Regions from separate parts of the Danio rerio genome. Here region 2 is linked to region 1. A link is a contact called in public Micro-C data. All regions are on one chromosome and are shown on one strand. The core of a region is the stretch at or near the end of the contact, and the rest is flanking DNA. Distances in the headings are between cores, read along the strand shown. Region 1 overlaps agrn (agrin). Region 2 overlaps agrn (agrin).

Region 1 (7,008 bases), core at 2,021-4,520:
AGGGTAAAACTGCTTTTCAAATTAGAAAAATAGATAAAATGGGACTTGGTTTTTATCCATGGGGAATTAATTACATGCTGCAATTTGATGAGAGGAAATATTACACTCTATAAAACAGATTTACCAATTATGATATCATGGTAATATTGAGAGCTAGAGAAAAATATTATTCAAACAGCTTCAGAATGACACGAGGGTCAGTCAATGAAGATATTTTCTTCTTTTACTCATTTTATTATTATTAGAACAATCCCCTTAAACACATTCATGGCTAATTCCAGCAATTCACGTTTCACTATACATATCTGTCACACTTCCCATTCATTCCCCTTTCTTTGACACATACAAGAGCGCTAACATTAACAACTACGATGGGTAAGTCAGCATGACAGCCAGAAATGTGTCAACAGCAGAATTAATCAGTGTCAAAGCGTTGATTGAGATTATGCAGAGCAGACTCCATGCGCACATCTCCTATTTTTACAGTACATTCCCTCACGGCAGGACTCTTTCCTTTAAATGCTGCTATTGTGAAGTGATGATATCTTTTGCACATTTGCAGCGCCATAAAAGAACCACGGGCAAATAGCAGCAGGCTCGGTATTAGTCATACTCATTGAAACACTTCCTAGCACGGGCTCACAATACAAACAGAATGTATAATCTGAAGAGCTTTGACCCAGCTGTCTACACTCTTCAACCAGTATTTCTCAATGTTGCATCCGTGTTGCTGATAAGTTACGTTGCAGAACTTTTTGAACATGGCATATACAGTGCATATAAATCTAGCAAAGCATGCTGTGCGACATATTCTTCTCTAATTGATTTGGGCAAAAAGGTTAGGATACACCAATAGTCGGTTCTTTACTTGTAAAATCTTTTAAATGTATTTTTATTCTGTGATATTTCTTTGATTTTCTCATTCGCTTTTTGAGAACTGTAATATGATCAAAATACATACAATTTTGTATGATGTGCGTTATCTGGTTTGAGGATAGCATCTTGAGCTTAACCACAAAATGGTGTAAAATGCTAACTCTGTCATTGTCAACTGATAGTGGTTAAAAATTAACAGATGGTAATAACGGAAACCGAGGTTATTGTTATTATAATTTAATTTAATTTCTTTCGACTTATACCCTTTATTCATCAGAAGTCATTACAGTGGAACTTATCCAGCATACAGTATGTTTTACACAACACATGCCCTTCCAGCTGCAACCCAGTACTGAGAAACACCCATACACTCTCACATGCACACACATGGACTACAACAAATTTAGTTTATTTAATCCTCCTATAGAGCATGTCTTTGAACTGTGAGGGAAACCGGAGCACTCGGAGAAAACCCGCATGAACACGGGGAGAACATGCAAACTGCCCACAAAAATGCCAACTGACCCAGCTGAGACTTCTTGCTGTGAGGCGCTGTGCCACTAATTTAATTTAAAACCATGTATTTTAAAGTTTTGAAGTAAAGCAATTGCTGCCATATATACTCACCTGCCACTTTATTAGATACACCTTACTAGTACAGGGTTATACCCTCTTTTACTTCAGAACTGGCTTAATCCTTTGTGGCATAGATTCAACAAGGCACTGCAAATATTCCTCAGAGATTTTAGTCTATACTGACATGGTAGCATCATGCAGTTGCTGCAGATTTATCGGCTGCACATACATGATGCAAATCTCCCGTTCCACCAAATTCTGGTGCTCGGTTTGAACTGCAGCAGATCGTCTTTATCATGTCTACATGCAATGAGTTGCTGTCATGTGATTGGCTGACTAGTAGTTTGTGTTAACGAGCAGTTGGACAGGTGTACCTAATAAAGTGGCTGTTAAGTGTACAAACAATTAGTCCTAAAAGCTTGTTACAAAATTAAGCAGCAATGATGAGAATTTTTGTGTGTGTGTGTGTGTGTTGTAAAAACAATAGCATCAATAGCCTAGACTAGAGGTTAAGTTCGCCGACATATCACGGCTTGAGGTCACTTGCCAATCCTTCCCCTCTCTCTGCTCCCAATGTCCTCCACTATCCAATAAATATAAGGTAAAAAAAAAAAAAATATATATATATATATATATATTAAATAAAAAAAGAGAAAAATCTTAAATGATATACAAATAAATTAAAAAGATATGGAAATGTTGTAACAACTCCAGCAAGTTTAAATGGTCAGATAAACAACAAACAACTCATCAATAAACGACAAAACAAAAGTTTGTTCAGCTTTCTTTTTTAAGTAAAACCCACTTTCTACTACAAAGCATCAAATAAAAACATGTAACACATTTTAATCTGTTTTTAATAATGTTTAAATTATGTTTTATTTCTTATACTTACAGTAGGTGAGAGTTCAAAGTGGCTATTACCACCAGGGCATATACCGCCGCCGTTTGAAATAGCTGCCGCTCTGTTTTTAATGTATGACCGCAGTTTGTGAAAAGGCCGCCAGGGGGCACAAGGGGACAAAATGCAAACGGACAGAAATAGCCTATACAGCAGCTTTAAATATGCAACTGTGCTTGTAAATGAGATTAAAAAATAAGTCAAAGCATTATAATTTCTTCATTAATCATTTAAAATTTGTTAACACGCTTTATTGTTATTGTAAACTTGTTAAGTGCAAAGAGGATTCGTTTTGGAAAATAGAATTGAAGAAATAAAAGACAACTAAAATGAAAGCACAAACATTCAGTACAAAAAAGTATGCCTAAATAAATAAATAAAGCAGTCTTTTAGCCTAAATGTAGAGAGATGTATGTTACTTTTATCCTTGTTTATGTAAAGCACTTTGAACTAGCATTGTGTATGAGATGTGCTATATAAATAAACTTGCCCTGCCTTGCCTTACAAAAAACAACTCCAACAATTAGCCAGAAAAAAGCAAACAACACTCTATTAATATTAGTAGTAGTAGTAGTATATTTTTTCCACAAATACTGTACCTCACAATATTATTAAACACTAGATAAGAAAAAAGGTATGGTTGATATACAATATAAAGTGCCAGATTGAGAAAGTTTATGAAAGAAATCGCTAAACCTTTAAAAACAGGACAGCTTTTATGTAAATACACTATTTTTGTTACTATGTATGTTTTATATAAACATTTTGCTAGCTCTGCATTAATCTTTCACCCCAGTTATATAGCTGTGCTGAAGGAGGAATTGGGCGTTGTTTTTGGGTGACGTATTGTCAGTAATGGGGGGCTGGTGGATGGGGGTCAGTGTGAGCAATTCCCTCACGCCTGTCTGCTGCCGAAAGACCGGCTCCGTCAACCAGCCTAATGGAGACCTCAAGCTCATCTAAACAGACCCCCTGGAGCCTCCCCTCACACATCAGACAAAATACTGCTCACGTGCCCATTTAACAGATATGAGAGACGTGAAAAATCAGGGGACTAAAATGTGGAGCAGGGCCAGGGTTTTCTATTAATGTACAGCACTGGGAATCATAGATGTCTGCGCACCAGATGGACCCCCCACTTAACAAGAAGCCGGGTGGGGGTGAAACCAAAGCCCTCGCCTTTCCTCAGCTTGAATGTTAAACAGTGGTTTACTGTGGCCGAGCTCATCTTCACAAATCAGCCACGGTGACCTGCAGGGTCATCGCTCATCATCTGCTCAACACAATCAGCCTTATCTTCTAACAGCCATGTACACTATTGTTCCATTCGTCAAACATAAAGAGACATGAAATCAATGCGGAGTTTGCTACATAAAGCAATTGCATTCAGTTTTCCATTTGTGTAATGATCTCATCCTTGAGTGTAAGGCTGTATGTGTGTGTGTGGGCAGGAGTGTAGATTATGATGTGCAAGAGGGATTTGCAGGTTGACCTCCACAGGATTTAGGCTCGTGTTGTTGTGTATCAACAGCAGCTATGAAATCAATAAAGGGGCTAATAAGCGCTGGCTGGAAGTGTTGGTGCAGCTGCGCCCCCTTGTGGGTCAGGCTGGAAAATCAGTTTCATTCTTGGTTGGTTAAGACCAAAATAAAAATGATGGCATCATTTACTCATACCAAACTCATTAGAAACTTGTTTCATGTTTTGAACAGTTTCTTTTCCTCCGTTCAAAGTGGGTTTTGGCCAAAACTCAAAACGTATGAATGGATATGTTTAAATTAAGCCTTCTGAATAGATACAATCTCTTCACATGATCCGCAGGTTTAATTGAGGCTTTTAATCACATACAAACATTGATAATGTTTACTGTATTCACATTTGCTCACAGCCATTTTTATTAGAGTGACGACTGCCAAAAGGAGTGTTCAAAAAGCTTGATAAAGCATGTTAAAGGTTCTTTTAAAAGCCACTGATGATTATGAAGTACCTTTATTTAGTTATTTTAAGGTAAACTGGTTGTTAACTAAGGCCCTGTTTACACCAGGAAAATGTGTTAGAAAAATGAGACACATTCCTATTTGTACATGCTGTTTTTTAAATAAATAACTAAATAAACAAATAAATGAATTAATAAATAATTAAATAAATAAATAAATATTCAAAGACTGTAAGTAAATATATATATAAAATAAAAATATTTTTTATACAAAAACAACTAATAATGTTAGTGTGGTTGTTATTATTATTATTATTATATTTTTTATTATTATTATTTTACTACTACTACTACTACTACTAATAATAATAATAATAATAATAATAATAATAATAATAATAATAATAATAATAACAACCCTAATAATAATATTAAATATGAATAACAACAGCAACAACAATAATAATATTAATAATAATAATAGTAATAATAATAATAATGTATGGATTTTTTAATACAGATTTGTTTCTCGTTTTTGTTCCAATGCTAGCTGGACAGAATTATGTTTGTTTCTTGTTTGAATCAGTACTTGTAACTTTTTACAGGTTTTTTTTTTTTACCTTCAAACCAATCATACAACTTGAGACAGCAAAGTATAAATCCCATAGCTATCACTCTTCAACAACATGTCCTGTAATATTTAAGAGATAACAGTCTATGCTTTTTATTCTGATCACATTTACAATCCAAAAGAAACACTTTCTCTACAATTGGTGTAAATGATTAAATGCGGACAAACACAAAACTGTAGATTTACACCTATTTTCAATGATGTCTCCTTGGCTAATGAACACACGCTCAATACCAGGAAATAATATCATTGAAGTGTGCGTGCCCTATATTCAAGACAATGTGAGGACCAAATGTCCCCACAAATATAGCAATACTAGTCAATTTTGACCTTGGGACATGTTTTGGTCCCCATGAAGAATACAGCTTATATATCACACAGAATTAATTTAAAAATGTAAAAATCCAGATTATTTCCTGTGAGTGCAGGGTAAAAGTGTAGGCCTGGCGTAAGGAGATAGAAAATACAGTCTGCACAGTATAAAAATAAAAATCATTACATTTATGGGAAGTCTCTATAAAGATAGCTGTGCAAGTTAGAGTGTGTGTGTGTGTGTGTGTGTGTGTGTGTGTGTGTGTGTGTGTGTGTGTGTGTGTGTGTGTGCGCTGTCAGCTCAGACAGGTGTGAATGTGGTATAGCTCACACTCACCTTGTCAAAACAACATGTCAGGTTAAGAAACAGACCTTCCACCCTAGCTCAGCTACAGTGAATCCACCTAACACATCTGACCTGATACACAACCAGCAAAAATATCTAACAACATTTATCGTGTTTTAGATATCATTAGCAATAGTTTGAGAGATATGTATGTATGGAAATGTCAACATATAGTCTGAACAGTTTTGTTAAATAATGCATGTTTGAAGGGATAGTTCATTGATTAACCATTTACTTGCCCTCAAGTTATTCCAAATCTCTTTGAATTTATTTTTTTACTTTTAATTTGAAAACTGTTATAAACTGGTAGCCATGGACATCCATTGTACATTGTAAAAAATATCTGTACATCAGTTTATGTAATGGCAATTTTTTTGTACTGTAATATATAACACCAACCAGACAATACATCACTTTTAACTATAAAAATGTTAATAAAAGTCACTTTTAAGACTTTTTAATATATTTCACATATGCACTTATTATTCACAGTGTTTGATTAAAAATTGCCTTAATGGCTGTCAGTTTACAATATTCTTCAAAATCTCTTCTTTAAACAGAAGTAACACTCAAATAATTTTAGAACAAGTGAATGGTGACTAAATACTCACAGATTGTTTCTTTTTCAGTGAGCCATCCCTTTAAACTCTAATTGGCGCCGTTTCTTCCACACACAATATTTTAATGATGCTCTGATTGAGCACATTGCATATTCACGCAATGTCGTGTATAGCCACAAGATGGCAGCAGGTGTTTTGTGGAAATTTGCTATTCCAACCAGTTTCCTTCACACCTGACACATCCCTTTCTCATTTGTGGATGTTAATAACTTGATTTGTCTCTTCAGGCAATCGGTAGAGACTTGGTCTAATGAAATGTGGTAATCAGATAGAGCTGAGGTGACTCTTTTTACGAGAAGAGGCAAGTTGGTGAGGTATCAGAAAGTGTTGTGGTAAACATCTACACCAATTAGTCATCCTGACGGCGCCGACTGTGAAACTCTGATGACCACGAAGAGGAATGAGTGGATTACCTAATTCCTGAAGCATTGCTTATTGCCATGGGTGATGTGCAGAACAACAAAAAACATGTCTAGTCTGACCTACAAAGACAAACACAGACTCTAAGATGACTGCTATTACCTGACTACTACTACTATTACTATTATTAGCAGCAGCAGTTGTAGTAGTTGTAGTAATAGTAGTAGGCTAGTCTTGCCATTGTTGTTGTTAGTACTGAGAACGTTTGAAAAATGTAATGATGATCATTAATAGTATTATAAGTTCCTAAAATATTTTAATGGCACAACAATGTACTATTACTATTGTTAATTCTATCACATTACAAATACATCAGAACTTCAATCATTTAACATCATCCTCATCATCATATATTATTATTATTATTATTATTATTATTATTATTATTAT
Region 2 (7,008 bases), core at 1,808-4,307, 270 kb before region 1:
TCCGAAATCACAAATGAAATGTATGCACAAAACAGCAATATCGCATAAAAGATGTACAAATAAAGCAGCATTTCCATCCAACAAGTCAACGAGAACAAAATTGTCACTTCCTGATTAATTGCCGCCAAATATCAACTAAGTAAAAATGCAATTTACTGCAGTAGGAGAACCTGCATGAATCTTTTCTTTATTTAATAAATGACTTTTACCTCAGACTGCAGACAATGCCGACACACAATGAACGTCTGGTGGCATTTGAAGCCATGAGATGCAGAGCACAGATGCTCTTGACAGGTCTGGAGGTCATTAATAATACATATACTAATAATAATAATAATAATAATAACACTAATACTGAAATGGAACACTGAAATTTTAGAATAGCCAAAACAACATTTCAGATTATTTACAGTGTGCTCAGCTTGCTGATTAGTCCATTCACACACATTTTTATCACATGATTTCTTATAACAAAATCACATGACTTTTTTTAATGCGTATACTGCAATTTTGTAAAAATCGGTAAAAGTTTCCATAGTAGTAAATTTTTTATTCACATTTTCAAAATATATGTGCATCTTGACGTTTCCATCAACTGCATTTTTAAAAAAGGGTGGATGGAAACGCAGCTCGTGTTGCACGTTGCATATCACATTCTAACTGCCTGCTGCACCATCCGTTTTTTTTGAAGGAGAGCTCTGTACGCCTGCAGTTAAAAGTCAGCTGTGTGCTGAAAGAGCACCCGATGATGTGCGCTCCAGCACCAAGATTGTTAATATAGTGGTTGCCTGGCAACATAAAAAGCACAGTGCACTGCTCTTTTCTAAAGCCATCAAAAAGGCAGTGCGGTGTGCCTCAAGTTTTCAGAATTGAAAAGCGTGTTTGGTGTGATCGGCTCCTAATACAGCAATTTTAAATTGTTTTATAGGTCTATTTTGACCACAGTGTCATTTGTATACAAAAGTTTTTAAAAATGTCCAGGAAAAACATGTATTTTTTAATGATACTTAAAATAACTCTGGATGAAGCTTGGGTGAATACATAGTGCACATGTGCATTATTTTAATTAAAAACTGCATCTAGAAAGAGTCCAGACGAACAATATGTGTTGCCTTGAGAAACAATTAATTCGAAGGCCGCATGAAATCAGCCATTCTCTCCAGACTGACAACTCAATACACAATATTAGCAGTTCTATCTACAACTTGAGAATTGGAAGTAACGTATCTTAATTTGTTTGATTAAAAAGTCTGAATTTCATTATGCAAATGCTGTTAATGAGCCTGTGACGGCGTAAAGCTGAATAATTATTTGCAGTAATTGAATTCTTTTTCCGAAGAGACACATATAATATGCTGACTGGACTCTTTCCATGAGCCTTTTCCCTTCACGCGGCCCCAGGCCAGGGCTACAGCATCAGGGCAGCAAACTGTGATTATACACCACTCTGGTGAGCTCATTATTGCTCATGTCCCATTAGGATCTCAAGCATCTAGAACATCCTAAAGGGAAGCAGGGCTTAATCCATTAAAGCTGGATTTAATTTACAAAAAAGAAATCTACTTTGAGTATTTTGCCTTTTAGAAAATCTTCGAGCAGCTGCTAGCGAAATAGGGTGGTGTATCATTTCTCACAAACCGATGAGATTTAAAAGTAATTTATGCTTTCCACCCACAGGGGGCAGTGGCTCACATAGGAATGGGGATTAAATATGTGTCTTTCATGTCTCTGAATCATCAGTAGCAAAGCTCAAAATAGATGCTTTATGTATATAAAAACTTTAAGATTTGTTTAATAGATTTCATCATATGCCCCATCATTTTGTGTTGTTTGACAGAGAAATGTTTGTGACAGAGTTAAAATATGAAGGTCATTATCATATTTATATTAGATAAATTCAAAAGTTCGGAACTATTATTATTTCTTTTAATATGTCAAAACACAATCATATAAATATTGTGAAATATAAACAACAGTATTCTCCTATTTTAAGATAAAATTTATATCTATGATGGGAAAGCTGAAAAATTAAATGATCAGTGTTAATTTGTTCCAAAAATGATTGCTTAATATTTTTGAGGAAGCTATTATGCATTATTTTCAAAATTTTAACGAATAAAACATTCAAAAGATAATTTCAAATAGAAATATTACAACATTACAAATGTCTTATATTACAGTTCTTGTATTATATTATCTTACCATATCAAAATTCCAATATTTTATAATCCTAAATACAAAATTGCTGATTCTGAGGTTTTGAAAAATAGCATACCAGCTCTTAAATGTATTTGTTATTAATAGGATATGCATCTAATAATTAGGAAATCCCTAACAGTTTTTTTTTCTTCTAGAAAAAGTTTTATTTGTTTTATTTCGGCTAGAATAAAAGCAGTTTTACATTTTATAAAAAAACAATTAAGTTAAAATTATTAGCCCGTTTAAGCTATATTTTTTTTCGATTGTCTACAGAACAAACTATTGTTATAAAATAACTTACCTAATTACCCATAACTGCCTAGTTATCCTAATTAACCTACTCAAGCCTTTAAATGTCACTTTAAGCTGTATAAAAGTGTCTTGCAAAACATCTTTTCAAATATTATTCACTGTCATCATGGCAAAAAGTTATTAGAAATGATTTATTAAAACTATTGTGTTTAGAAATGTGTTGAAAAAAATCTCTCCGTACAACAGATATTGGGGAAAAAGTAAACAGGGGGCTAATAATTCAGAGGGGCTAATAATTCTGACTTCAACTGTATATATATATATTACCTAATAGGGGTGTCCTTATTATTTATACATATCCTAATCAGTAGAGCATGTCACATAGTTTTTAGATTTAAAATCTTCATAGATGTACTGTATAGTCTAACACAAATAAACATATTACACAACAAATTACCAAAGATTTGATTAAACCAGCGGTGGTCTGCTGCCTGACAAAAGCCCTGGCCTTCAGCATGTGCAGGGTGGCTGAGTGTGGGAGGACGGCGTGCCTTTGGAAACACTTCAGGCAAAGGGGACTCACCTCTGGTCAGATGGGTTCTCCAGTGACTCAGGGCTTACAGGAGCAAGGGAAGAAATGATAGGCATGCAATAAGCGCAAGAGGCCGTAGGGGAAGTACAGGGTTCGCATAACACACAGACAAGAAGTCCTGTGCCAAGAAGCTAGAGTGACCTCACTAAATTATTCTAGTCTTTCAGTTGTTATGCCAGAATAGGCAAAGAAATAACTCTGGAGGACTGTATCGAAAGTACCAGTGGTACTGGCACATTGTTGTATTGTTCTGAGCTGTCACATGCCTGAGCTACTGCAATTTATCAACAATTCCATCATTCTCAACAAGTCAAGAGAGTAAGGGAGCGAGAATAAGAGCAACTTCAGTAAGTGAGTACATGTTTGAAAGACTGGTTGCTTTCCATCAGATTTCAAAACCTTGTGAGCTGCCTACAGTATGCAGGCTCCATTTTAAGACATCATAGATCCAATTAATTATTTGGCCTGCTGAAATGTCTTCTTGTTATTTTAGAATGTTCTGGCCAACTATTACAGCACCATCATGTTTCTACTGACAATTTTTGTTACACTAGAAGTGTCAAGTTTCTATTTTTGTGCTGTATCCTGTTTTCATAAATCAAACTAGTTACTCATTCGGTTTCATAAAAACTACAATGCTTTATAAGAATGAAGTCACCTATATGAGCAGCAAGATAGCTAATGGCAAGGTTTGTTAGAGGCAAACAGTTGTGCTTTTCTGCTAACACAAAAAACTGGTCATTTATTAGATTTCATGACATAGTGATGAGTGTGATTTATTGTTATGTTGGTAGTGTGCTGTTAGCTTAGCTAGATGCTAACAACAAAAACTACTAAAAGATAGTTAAATCCATGCTTTTCTGGTTATTAAGCATTCAAAATTGATCACTGATTTGATTCCACAGAACTAATACTTCCTAAAAAAAGGCTGCAGTCTATGCAGGCAACAAGGTAGCTAAAGTAAAATTCTCCTAAATAGATTGTGAGGTAAATTTAAATTCATATGTTGTGATTTTCAGCTTACATTCAAACTAGTCACTTATTAGTTTTCATAACAACTACAGGACAGTACGATGCTTCAAAGAAGCTGCCCATATACAGTAGGTAGCGATGTAGCTAACTGAAAAGTTTGATAATGGTATAAAATACTGTAAACAGTTGCTAGTCAAGTTTTTATTCATGTCTACTCATGTTTTATTTATTCATCTGCGTATGTAAACCATTCAAATTGGTTACTTATTAGGTTTTACCGCAGTTTGAGTGTTCTTTGTTGAGAGTGCATCTTGTTGTTGTTAGCATTGTGTTTAACAAGCTAAAAGCAAACTCTACTGGGATCAATTGCTAGTCAAGTTTTATTCATGTGCTGCACTTTTCTGCTTACATTAAACATTACAGGCTGGTCACTTATTAGATTCTGTGGCAGTTATAATGCTTTTTAAAAGGCAGCTGTCTAGGCCGTTCACTAGGTATTGGAACAGAGGTAAACATAAAAAGCCAATTATATAAAACAAATGCATTTTGTGAGAGGTCACTTAAATGGTAAGAATGGGTAAATTGCTCCAAGGCTGCTGAGCTAAAGAGAGGAAATAAAGACAGATGAAGAGCACAGTAAATACTAACAGAAATATTACTCCATTCCCATGGATGTGGCGCCACTATGCCGATGTCCTCTTAGGAATTCATTGACTTTAAGAGCTCTGTTCACAACCAGATCAAGCTAAATTGATGACACTCATTCTGAAGGGCTGGTCAGCTAGCTTGGTTGAGATTAATTTTAATCTGGCACTTCATTTGTACAGGAAGTGACACGCATTAAACCTCAGGAAGAGCGAAAGTCAATGAAGAGGGCCTTGTCCCTAACCATTATTGATGCCTGCGGTGACTCTGCCTTCTCTACTGGACGAGGAGCCTCTTTAATTGCAGCCAGTTTTCTGAGAGACAAATCCTTGATTAATGTGCCACTTTCGCTTTCATCCTTGGGCACAATTATTAGAAATCACTGGGAGCGATTTGACAAACAAAGTGATGTGGCTTAAAAGCCGGGCAGGAACTTTTCATGAGCATAATACATAACATAATTCCATTTAATCAAGCTGCCAGCTTTTTAAGGGCTCAGTGCAGCCACTTAGACACTTAATTACATTCAGAAGGAAACAAATAATTTAAAATAAGAATCACTAAAAGGAACACTATAACAGATTGAACATTTCTCTAATGGGGCAGTAAAATGGCATTTAAACCAAGCTGTAAATACCAACTAAATATTGATGTATGTCGTTCTCTAAAAAGCTAAATAATACTTGCAGTTAAAAGGGGCTTAATTTGTTTTTTAAACACAGACATATTTCCAAAGTCAGTTCAGGTATTTCCATGCATGATTCCTGTGGGAATTTATCAGTGTATCAAAATGCTCATCATCATGCCAAGCATGCATTCCTAAAGCTGGATTCTGATGCAACTGATGAAAAAGCAACCCTTCCTGAAAATATGTGCATTTATATAATAAATCAACCCCATAAATATTTTCTTGAATGTGATGTAAATGGAAATACCAATGCAAAAATTAAATATCAATGCTTTATGCTGGTTATTTTGATGGTTTGTTTTTTAAGTGTTAGTTTCTCTTATTAAAATTCATCCTAAAAGGTCTCCGGGTAACTTACTCTGGGATCTCATTGGTCAGTTGGCTTGAGAGCAGAAGGAAGACAACAGACAAGCACGTGAGACAGACAGACAGAAAGACATAAGCAAAGACAACAACCAAAAGCTGTGCACACAGAGACAGACAGTTGACAAAACACACACAAATACAAAACATAAAGATAAATGGCATTCTGTGCCTTTGATTAAGGCTCAATTAAATGTTTTGATGTGTATTTCTCAGTGGTGTGGCAGCAATTATCCTGAAAATTGAGCATAATATAATATAATATAATATAATATAATATAATATAATATAATATAATATAATATAATATAATATATTATAATATAATATAATATAATATAATATAATATAATATAATTATTATATATTATATTATATTATATTATATTATATTATATTGTAATTCGCTAATTTATTCATTTTATTTATACACTGCAGTGTATAAATTCAAAAGTTCAAAATTGTGCTAAATATTAGTGATATTTCTAAAACAAGGTGTGTAGAATACATCATCATCAATTCAGATGAAAGTTTTAGATGATGATGTTTTGAATGTAAAACATTTTATTATCTGATTTCTATTCATTTTTTAAACTGTCTCTTAATACATTTTCCTTTAATGCTCTTTGTTTGAGCTGTTAGTTATGGTTTACTTTTAAATTATGAGCAACAACAGAAGTATATGTCTGATAGACTAACTATTTCCCATCAAATTCAAGAACCTACATTGTATTAAAAAAATCTGTGGACAAAACAAATAATGTTCTGGCAGAAAAAAATCAGTTTACAGTGGGGAAAATAAGTTTTGAACACATCATGTTTTTTGCTGAGAATTATATTTCTAAAGAAGCCTTTTGAGATCAAATTAAACCAGATTTAGATAAAACCCAAACAATTCAAACATAAAAATAAAACAACAAAACAAAATCTGAAAAATGTGTTATAACAATGGCTTGACGGACATAGAAAGTATGTAGCTACTGAAATGTAAGGCTTTTTTTGGTGATGGCAGCTTAAAAACGCCTCTCATATGAAACAAAGTCACATGAATTGCTCAGATGTAATTTTTTAAACAGACTTCAACAGATTATTTTATATTGGATTTAAGTCATGTGATTAGCTGGGCCATTCTACAGCTTGATTTTGTTTCTCTGAAACCAATAAAGAGTTTTGTTAGCTGTGTTTTGGATCAGCGTCTTGCTGAGTGTCCACCCTGGTTTCATCATCCTGATAATGTAGATGTTAAAAACATTAACTAATATTAGCTAATATTAGATAACAATGATGACGGGCAGCG

The links. A called contact is a pair of places that touch in the nucleus more often than the background predicts.
Region 2: a Micro-C map of caudal fin shows a contact between it and region 1, with 7 times the contacts expected there. The contact joins two enhancer-like sites. A contact is called at or near these places in 3 of 18 Hi-C or Micro-C datasets (caudal fin, hematopoietic stem cells and an unstated tissue) and 1 of 4 datasets of contacts at active chromatin or transcription factors (caudal fin).

Annotation. Positions count from the first base shown.
Region 1 is chr23:26,559,388-26,566,395 of GRCz12tu, reverse strand. All of the region lies in intron 2 of agrn (agrin), which reads right to left. Among named protein-coding and RNA genes, the nearest start is that of agrn, 140 kb to the right of the region's middle. Within about 2 kb of position 3,270, at least 22 of the 62 cell types and tissues checked have an H3K27ac peak or open chromatin away from gene starts, as enhancers often do.
Region 2 is chr23:26,832,825-26,839,832 of GRCz12tu, reverse strand. The region is part of intron 33 of agrn (agrin); the gene reads right to left. Among named protein-coding and RNA genes, the nearest start is that of ptpn11b, 22 kb to the left of the region's middle. Within about 2 kb of position 3,057, at least 10 of the 62 cell types and tissues checked have an H3K27ac peak or open chromatin away from gene starts, as enhancers often do.